Linked DNA regions of Macaca mulatta: region 2 is linked to region 1. The links are chromatin contacts, called in public Hi-C maps. All regions are on one chromosome and are shown on one strand. The core of a region is the stretch at or near the end of the contact, and the rest is flanking DNA. Distances in the headings are between cores, read along the strand shown.

Region 1 (4,614 bases), core at 1,154-3,653:
AGAATACAGGGGTGGGTGATGTGCCCCACCCAGGCAATTCCCACAGGGGACAAAGTGTCATAGCTGTTGGAATCATCACAAGCTTGTTAGAAGTACATGAAATCAGCTCTGTAAGTTGTGAATCAGAAAGCGTCATTCTATTTATTTAGCAACAATGGAAACAAAATAAAACTGTACACGGGGAAAGATAAAGACCATCAGGAAAGAAGCCAAATTGTCATCATGTATTTCTCTACAAAGTAAAGGTTGTGACCTTTTTTCTACTTTTTCTACTCATTTGAATTTTTCAGATGTCCTATAGTGAGCATGAATAATGTTATTTTTTATTTATTTATTATTATTTATTTATTTATTTTTGAGACGGAGTCTTACTCTATTGCCAGGCTACAGTGCAGTGGCGCGATTTCGGCTCACTGCAACCTCTGCCTCCTGGGTTCAAGCGATTCTCCTGCCTCAGCCTCCCGAGTAGCTGGGACTACAGGCACACGCCCTCACACTCAGCTAATTTTTGTATTTTTAGTAGAGACGAGGTTTCACCATGTTGGCCAGTCTGGTCTCGAACTCCTGACCTTGTGATCCGCCCGCCTCAGCCTCACAAACTGTTGGGATTACAGGCATGAGCCACAGTACCTGGCCGGAAGTCTATTTTTAAAAATGTTTTTATTATGTTCGTTCTTTCTTTCTCTCTCCCTTCCTTCCTTCCTTCCTTCCTTCCTTCCTTCCTTCCTTCCTTCCTTCCTTCCTTCCTTCCTTCCTTCCTTCCTTCCTTCCTTCCTTCCTTCCTTCCTTCCTTCCTTCCTTCCTTCCTTTTTCTCTCTTTCTTTCTCCCCTCCCTCCCTTCCTTCCTTCCTTCCTTCCCCATTGTGGAAGTTTAATCCAGAAAATACATTCAACTTTCCAAATGGAAACTGGAAACCTAGCTGCAAAAAAATCTTGGGAACTTCTGGGTTGGCGCAAGTATCCAGGTGTCTGTCTAGAAGCTCCTGACCTCAGGTGATCCGTGTGCCTCGGCCTCCCAAAGTGGGAGGGATTACAGGTGTGAACTATCGTGGCTGGCCCCTTGAAGCTTTTTCAGACCTTGTCCTAGATACCTTTTCTTCTGGTTGTTCATTTGAATTCTATATAATAAACCAGTAATTTTTAAATTATTTATTTGTTTATTTATTTATTTTGAGGTAGGATCTAGCTTTGTCCCCCAGGCTAGAGTGCAGTGGCATGACCACAGCTCACTGCAGCCTCGACCTCCTGGATCGAGTGACCCTCTAACCTTAGCCTCCCAAGTAGCTGGAACTACAGGTACATACCACCATGCCCAGCTAATTGTTTTTTGTTTGTTTGTTTGTTTGTTTGTTTTCATAGAGGCAGGGTCTTGCTATGTTGCCAGGGCTGGTCTCAAACTCCTGGACTTAAGCAATCCTCCAGCCTTGACCTCCCAAAGTGCTGGGATTACAGCCACGAGCAGCTTTAGCTCCTTAATGTTTTAAAAATCAATCACCAGCTGGGCGCAGTGGCTCTTGCCTGTAATCCCAGAACTGTGGGAGGCTGAGGCAGGTGGATCACCTTAGGTCGGGAGTTCAAGACCAGCTTGACCAACATGGAGAAACTCTGTCTCTACCAAAAATACAAAATTAGCCAGGCGTGGTGGTGCATGCCTGTCATCCCATCTACTTGGGAGGCTGAGGCAGGGGAATTGCTTGAAACCAGGAGGTGGAGGTTGCAGTGAGCCAAGATGGCGCCATTATACTCTAGCCTGGGCAACGAGAGTGAAACTCTGCCTTAAAAAAAAAAAAAAAAAAAAAAAGGGCTGGGCAGGGTGGCTCACACCTGTAATCCCAACATGTTGGGAGGCCGAGGTGGGCGAGGTCAAGAGATCGAGACCATCCTGGCTAACACGGTGAAACCCCGTCTCTACTAAAAATACAAAAAAATTTAGCTGGGCATGGTTGCAGCCACCTGTAGTCCCAGCTACTCGGAAGGCTGAGTCAGGAGAATGCTCTGAACCCGGGAGGTGGAGCTTGCAGTGAGCCGAGATGGCGCCACTGCACTCCAGCCTGGGAGACAGAGCAAGACTCTGTCTCAAAAAAAATAAGGCCACCTGGCTGGAAGTGGAAAAACCAGGTCCAGAGATCTCAAGAAATTTCTACCCTTGCCTACATTGCCTCAGTTGAGGATGAAAAGCCTTAAGGCATGCATGCATAGCTGGTTTGACGACCCCCTCCTACCCCCACTCTCCCCAGGCTCCACCCCAAAAGCCTCTGGCTGAAGTTTTGCTCCCATTTTGGTTCACGGGGAAAATGTGAACTCTGGTTGGCTCTTCGAAACTTTCTCCCCTGCAGACAGTCTGGGTGACTGAGGTGCGTCATTTCCCATGGAAGCCTGGTGTGCCGGCCCCACAAACTCATGAGGTCACTCCTTGAGTTCCAAGCATTCCAGTGACCTCATTTCAGTGAAAGGCGTGGGTTCAGAAAGGCTCAGGAGGCTGGTGTGTGTGCAAGCCCTCCAGCCCTCGGTGACATCTTGGGAAGAAGGACAGGGACACAGGGACAGGAGCAGACAGACTTGGTGAGGAAAGCTAGGCTGTAGCTTTGAAAGAAGTAGCACAATTCAGAGGCTGTCTTCTCTCCTGCCTGCTATCCCCCCCCATTGTGAACAAAGGTGGGAGAAGTTTTCATAATCTAGCTGCCTTTGGAGACATGGACTGTAGCTCCATAAGCAACTCTCTCTTTCCCGTCACACTTCAAATAATAAAATAACAAATACAGGCCAGGCATGGTGGCTCACACCTGTAATCCCAGCACTTTGGGAGGCTGAGGCCGGTGGATCACCTGAGGTCAGGAGGTCGAGACCAGCCTGGCCAACATGGTGAAACCCCATCTCTACTAAAAATGCAAAAATTAGCCGGGCGTGGTGGTAGGCACCTGTAATCCCAGCTACTCAGGAGGCTGAGGCAGGAGAATCGCTTGAATCTGTGAGGCAGAGGTTGCAGTGAGCCAAGATCGTGCCATTGCACTCCAGCCTGGGCGACAAAGCAAGACTCCATCTCAAAAAAAAAAAAAAAAAAAGTTAAAATGACAATGAAAGCCGGGTGTGGTGGCTTATGCCAGTAATCCCGACACTTTGGGAGGCTCATGTGGGAGGATCGCTTGGGCCTAGGAGTTCAAGACCAGCCTGGGCAACATAGCGAGACTATCTATTTTAAACAAAAGAAAAAAGAAAGAAAGAAAAATTAAAATGACAACAAGGTGCCATTTTCACCTAGTAGAAAAGTACAGCATTTTAAATCTGATCATGTCATGTCAGTTAATAAGAGTCAGCAGCTTGGGAGGCTGAGGCAGGATGATTGCTTGAGCCCAGGGGTTCAAGACCAGCCTGGGCAACACAGTGATTGGAGATACTTCACAAGCAAACAATTTAGTATTATTTCATAAAACTAAAGAAGCAAACAATTTAGTATTATTTCATAAAACTAAAGATGTGATGACTACCTCATGATTCAGCAATTCCACTGCTGGGTATGCATGGCAGAGAAACTCTTCTGTGTTCGCTAGAAGACAGAAACAAGAATGGTCCTAGTAGCATGAAATAGCAAACAGCTAAAAACAACCAAACGTCCATCAACAGCAGAATGGTAGCATATGGCATAGTCCTACGATGGAGTGCTACAGAGAAGCAAAACAGAGTAAACCACAGCTACACACACCAAAATGGTGATTATCACAAACAAGGCAGAGTGCCAAAGTCAAAAACATGCAAGAAGAAACAAACTGTTAGGGAGATAAATATATGTGGCAAAACCATAAGGAAAAGCAAAGAAATTAAAAATATAAAATTCAGGGGCCGGGCGCGGTGGCTCATGCCTGTAATCCCAGCACTTTGGGAGGCCGAGGTGGGCGGATCACGAGGTCAGGAGACCGAGACCATCCTGGCAAACACAGTGAAACCCCGTCTCTACTAAAAATCCAAAAAAAGTAGCCGAGCGTGGTGGCGGGCGCCTGTAGTCCCAGCTGCTCGGGAGGCTGAGGCAGGAGAATGGCGTGAGCCCGGGAGGCAGAGGCTGCAGTGAGCCGAGATCACGCCACTGCACTCCAGCCTGGGCGACAGAGCGAGACTCTGTCTCAAAAAAAATAAAATAAAATAAAATAAATAAATAAATAAATAAATAAATAAATAAAATTCAGGATAGTGGTTACCCCTGGAGGGAAAAGGACAGAGGAATATAATCATAAAGGGTTTTAAAAGTTTCAATTATATTCTTTTCACTATCTCAGCTCATTGCAACCTCCGCCTCCCGGGTTTAAGTGATTCTCCTGCTTCAGCCTCCCAAGTAGCTGGGATTACAGGCATGTACCACCATGCCCGGCTAATTTTTGTATTTTTTTTTAGTAGAGATGGGGTTTCGCCATGTTGGCCAGCCTGCCTTGGCCTCCCAAAGTGCTGGGATTATAGGTGTGAGCCACCACGCCAGGCCTTTTTGAGAAAGGGTCTTGCTCTGTCACCCAGGCTGGAGTGCAGGGGCGTGATCAGAGCTCACTGCAGTCTTGATCTCCTGGGCTCAAGTGATCCTCCCACCTCAGCCTCCTGAGTAGCTGGGACCACAGATACACACTACCACTC
Region 2 (4,614 bases), core at 1,388-3,887, 220 kb before region 1:
CACTATGCCCAGCTAATTATTATTTTTTAATTGCTTTGGATACAGATGGGGGTCTTCCTTTTTTGCCCAGCTAGTCTTAAACTCTTGCCCTCAAGTGATCCTCCCATCTCCGCCTCCCAAAGTGCTGGGATTATAGGTGTAAACCAAAAATAAAATTCTAAGGCCCCCAACCATCTGAATAGACTTCCTTCTCAGCCAGGGCACTCTTAACATAACCGGAAAGATCAAAAGACTGGTTTAAGCCTTGATGGGAAGTAAGGGTCAGACATGACTCATCATACTTCTCCAGCATAACATCACATAACAGATAAAGAAAGAAATCAAAATAGTTTAACCCCAAATATATTTCCTTGTTATATCTCGAAATTGCCCTGCAAAGTTTGTCTCTTGTGGGAAAAATCTACATTCTGTAGAGAATCCTCTTCCTTTTCTATTTCCAGACCCAGGAGATAATCAACACTCAGGAACCCTTTTAAGTCCCATAAGAAAACATTGTATAACCTATTCTCTCTGAAGCCTGCTAGCTATAAGCTTCCTCTGCACAATAAAACTTTGGTCTCCCCAATCTTTTACCCCAAACATTTCCTTTCTATCGATCTCAGTTCCTCAAACTCAACCAATTGTCAACTAGAACATTTTTAAGTTTACCTATAGCCTGGAAGCCCCCACATCGAGCTGTCCCACTTTTCTAAACCAAACCAATGTACATCTTAAATGTATTTGATTGATGTATCATGCCTCTCTAAAATGTATAAAACCAGCCAGGCGCGGTGGCTCATGCCTGTAATCCTAGCACTTTGGGAGGCAGAGGCGGGCAGACTGCCTGAGGTCAGGAGTTCAAGATCAGCCTGGGCAACATGGCAAAACCCCGTCTCTACTAAAAATACAAAACACTACCCGGGCGTGGTAGTGTGTGCCTGTAATCCCAGCTACTTGGGAGGCTGAGGCAGGAGAATCACTTGAACCCGAGAGGCAGAGGTTGCAGTGAGCTGAGATCATGCCACTGCTCTCCAGCCTGGGCAACAGAGCAAGACTGTCTAAAAAAAAAAAAAAAAAAAAAAAAAAAAAAAAAAAAAAGGCTGTACCCCAACCACCTTGGGTACATAATCTCAGGACCTCCTGAGGGCTGTGTCACGGGCCATTGGTGACTCATATTTAGCTAATATTTCTCTTCAAGTATTTTACAGAGTTTTGATTCTTTTGGTCGACATAGGTGTGAACCACCACTCCCAGCCATGACCTGGCTTTTATGTCAAACTTCTACCTGGCCTCTGTGGCAGGTATCAGATCTTCTCTGTGAACAATCTCGAAGATTTTCTATTGATTTTAGTTGATACAAAAGTTAAAACATATATTCCTTCTCAACATCAGATGAGGTTGCACATTGGGATTACTTGGGGAGCTCTTAAAAACCCCTGGTGTCTGAGTCCCACTGCAGAGATCCCCGAGGCGCAGCTTGGATGCCGCAACCTTTGGAGACTCCTTGGTGATTCCACTGTGTGGCTAAGGTTGAGAATCAGTGCCCCAGATCAGTGTGTGTCCCACTTACTTGTGTGTAGGAGCATCCTGGCGATTGCGTTACATGGTAGGTTCTGAGCCAGGGGGCCAGGGTGGGATCCGAGAGCCTACATTTCTAACAAGCTCCTACATGATGCTGAGGCTGGTGTAAGGACCACACTTTGAGGAGCGAGGCTCCTCTGCAACTCACGGATCACACCAGTCTCCACCTCATTATTTCAACAGAGCCTTGAATTACTATCTCCTTCTACTGATGCTCAGGGTCGGGGATAGATGGTGGCAAACCTTCTAGATCTTCTTCTGTAGCCCCTATAGCCAAAAATCTGAGTGATTTTGTCCAAACTCCACATTGTGTGGCTGGCAAAAGAGGCTCACAGAGGGAAAATGACTTACCAAGGTCACATAGCAAGTTTACTGACAACAACTGACCTGGACCCAGGTCTTTTTCATTGCACTTGGCTGCTTCGTTAATCTCTGCGGCTCAGAGCTGGCAGCCCACCTCTTGGACACAGACTGCCTGTTGACAATGTACCACATACGGTCCTTAGAGCCCCCTGTGCTATGTCCTCTGGTCTCCACAATCCCGGGAGGCAGCTTCTATTCTGTCTCCATTTCACATCCAAGGAAACTGATGCTCCGGAAAGGGAAGTCCCCAGGAAGTGGCAGGACTGGGATTGGACCCAGGAATCCTGTCGTTCCTAGACACTGACAAGACTCTTCGGTTGCTGTGAGGATTAAATGGGATGTGCTCATGAAGCAGGCAGCCCAGAGAGAGCCTGGCACCTAGTAAGGGCCCCATAAAGTTCAGCTTCCTACTATGACTCGGGTTTGTTGTGTTTTGTTTTGTTTTGTTTTTTGAGACAAGGTCTCACTAACACTACCTAATATTAATCAGTCTGTGGGCAAGGACTGTGTCTTATTCAGGTTTATGTCCCCAGACCTAGCACTCCTGGGTTCTGCAGCCCTCGCCCCCAGGACACCACCCGCTCCCTGAGAACTCCTCCCTTGCTCCTAGCCTAGTTCCGAAGGCAGCCATTTTTCACTGCAGAGACCAGCCCTGCCCCTCCCAAATTTAACTAGACGGGAACCCACAGCGTGTCATACAGCACAGTGGCCCCAGGATGGCAGTAGATGCCCATGTGTAAGATCTCTGGCCCAGCCTGAGCCTCCTTTAAAGGGTAATTTACTTGCGTGTGTCTCTTCCTCCAGGCCCTTGTCCAGGGGCTTTCCATCCATGAACCAAGCTATTCCCCCACAGTATCCCCATAGGGAGGAATTATTCATCATCGTTTACACACGAAAGATCATGTTCATCCTTTGCCCTTCATGGCTGCCTCCTACTCTTTGGGGAAAAATCAAAAACCTTATCTGCATGGTCTAAACCTATCCAGTAGATGTCCCTGTGAGTCAGGCTGCAAGAGTTCAAATTCCAGCTTCCCCACTTACTATCGGTGTGGCTTTGGTTGGATTTCTTGGCTTCTTTTGGACCTCAATGTGCTCATCCATAAAATGGAGTAATGAAGTAGAACCCACCTCCTTGCAGGAGGAGTGAGGATTGCATGAAATAATACACCCAAAATGTACAATCCAGCAGCAAGTGCTCAGCAAATGTTAGTCACTCTTGTTACCATGAGTCTCATTGGCCTCTCCTCCTGGGAGAAAGTCGGGACCTTTAAGAAAGAAGAATGTGGGCCAGGCACGATGGTTCGTTCCTGTAATCCCAGCACTTTGGGAGGCCAAGGCAGGCGGATCACTGGAGATCAGGAGTTTGAGACCAGCCTGGCCAATATGGCGAAATCCCGTCTCTACTAAAAATACAAAAATTAGCCAGGCATGGTGGTGGGCGCTTGTAGTCCCAGCTACTTGGGAGGCTAAGGCTGGAAAATCATGAACCCAGGAGGCAGAGGTTGCAGTGAGCCGAGATCATGTCATTGCACTTCAGGCTGGGTGACAGCAAGATTCTGCTGAAAGAAAGAAAGAAAGAGAGAAAGAGAGAGAGAAGGAAGGAAGGAAGGAAGGAAGGAAGGAAGGAGCAAGCTGAAAAGACATCAAACCAAAGGGCAAATTAAACTTTAAAAAGGGTCAGGCATGGTGGCTCACGCCTGTAATCCCAGCACTTTGGGAGGCCAAGGTGGGTGGATCACGAGGTCAGGAGATGGAGACCATCCTGGCTAACACAGTGAAATCCCGTCTCTACTAAAAATATAAAAAATTAGCTGCGTGTGGTGGCACATGCCTGTAGTCTCAGCTACTCAGGAGGCTGAGGCAGGAGAATCGCTTGAACTCAGGAGGTGGAGGTTGCAGTGAGCCAAGATCGCGCCACTGCACTCCAGCCTGGGTGACAGAGTGAGATTCCATCTCAAAAAAAAAACTTTACAAAGAAAAATGTTCCTCCTAAAGGATATACGAAGATACTTAGCATTTTCAGCAATCAGGCTTTGATTGATTCATTGACTGATCCATTCATTCACTCGCTTACCCACTGAGTCACGAGTCATGCAACAAATGTTTACTGAAGATCTGCCATTGACTGGATCTTACTCTTGGGTGTGGGGCAAAGCAGATATAGTAACAGATACTCATTGTCAATGCATTTTTATTGAGCACCTACTCAGTGCTAGGCACTGTTCTAGGTGCTTCAGATATATCAGTGAGCAACACAAAGGTCCCTGACCTGGTAGAGCCCACCTTCTAGCAGGGGCAACAGGATAAATAAGTTAAATGCTGCATTACAAAGTGATACATGGCCAGGTAGAGTGGCTCATGCCTGTAATCTCAGCACTTTGGGAGGCTGAAGCAGGTGGATCGTTTGAGGCCAGGAGCTCCAGACCAGCCTAGGCAACATAGGGGAGACTCTGTCTCTATACAACATTTTTTTGAAAAAACAAAATTAACCAGGCATGGTGGCGCATGCCTGTAGTCCCAGCTACTCAAGGAAGCTAATGAGCGAGTATCACTTGAGCCTGGGAGGTCGAGGCTGCAGTGAACCACGAGCACGCCACTGCAATCCAGCCAGGGTGGCAGAAGAAACCCTGTTTCCAAAAATAAAAATAAATTAAAAAAAAAAAAGAAAACAATATATGCCATGGTAAAATA

Evidence for each region. Hi-C and Micro-C count contacts between places; a contact is called where the count stands out from the background.
Region 2: a contact with region 1 is called in a Hi-C map of fibroblasts, with 3 times the contacts expected there. The contact joins two enhancer-like sites. A contact is called at or near these places in 8 of 14 Hi-C or Micro-C datasets (CD4 T cells, blood, cortical neurons and 5 more).

Annotation. Positions count from the first base shown.
Region 1 is chr1:217,819,075-217,823,688 of T2T-MMU8v2.0, reverse strand. The region is part of intron 1 of HTR1D (5-hydroxytryptamine receptor 1D); the gene reads right to left. Among named protein-coding and RNA genes, the nearest start is that of LUZP1, 19 kb to the left of the region's middle. Within about 2 kb of position 2,403, at least 2 of the 40 cell types and tissues checked have an H3K27ac peak or open chromatin away from gene starts, as enhancers often do.
Region 2 is chr1:218,037,789-218,042,402 of T2T-MMU8v2.0, reverse strand. No RefSeq gene overlaps it. Among named protein-coding and RNA genes, the nearest start is that of LACTBL1, 3.4 kb to the left of the region's middle. Within about 2 kb of position 2,637, at least 5 of the 40 cell types and tissues checked have an H3K27ac peak or open chromatin away from gene starts, as enhancers often do.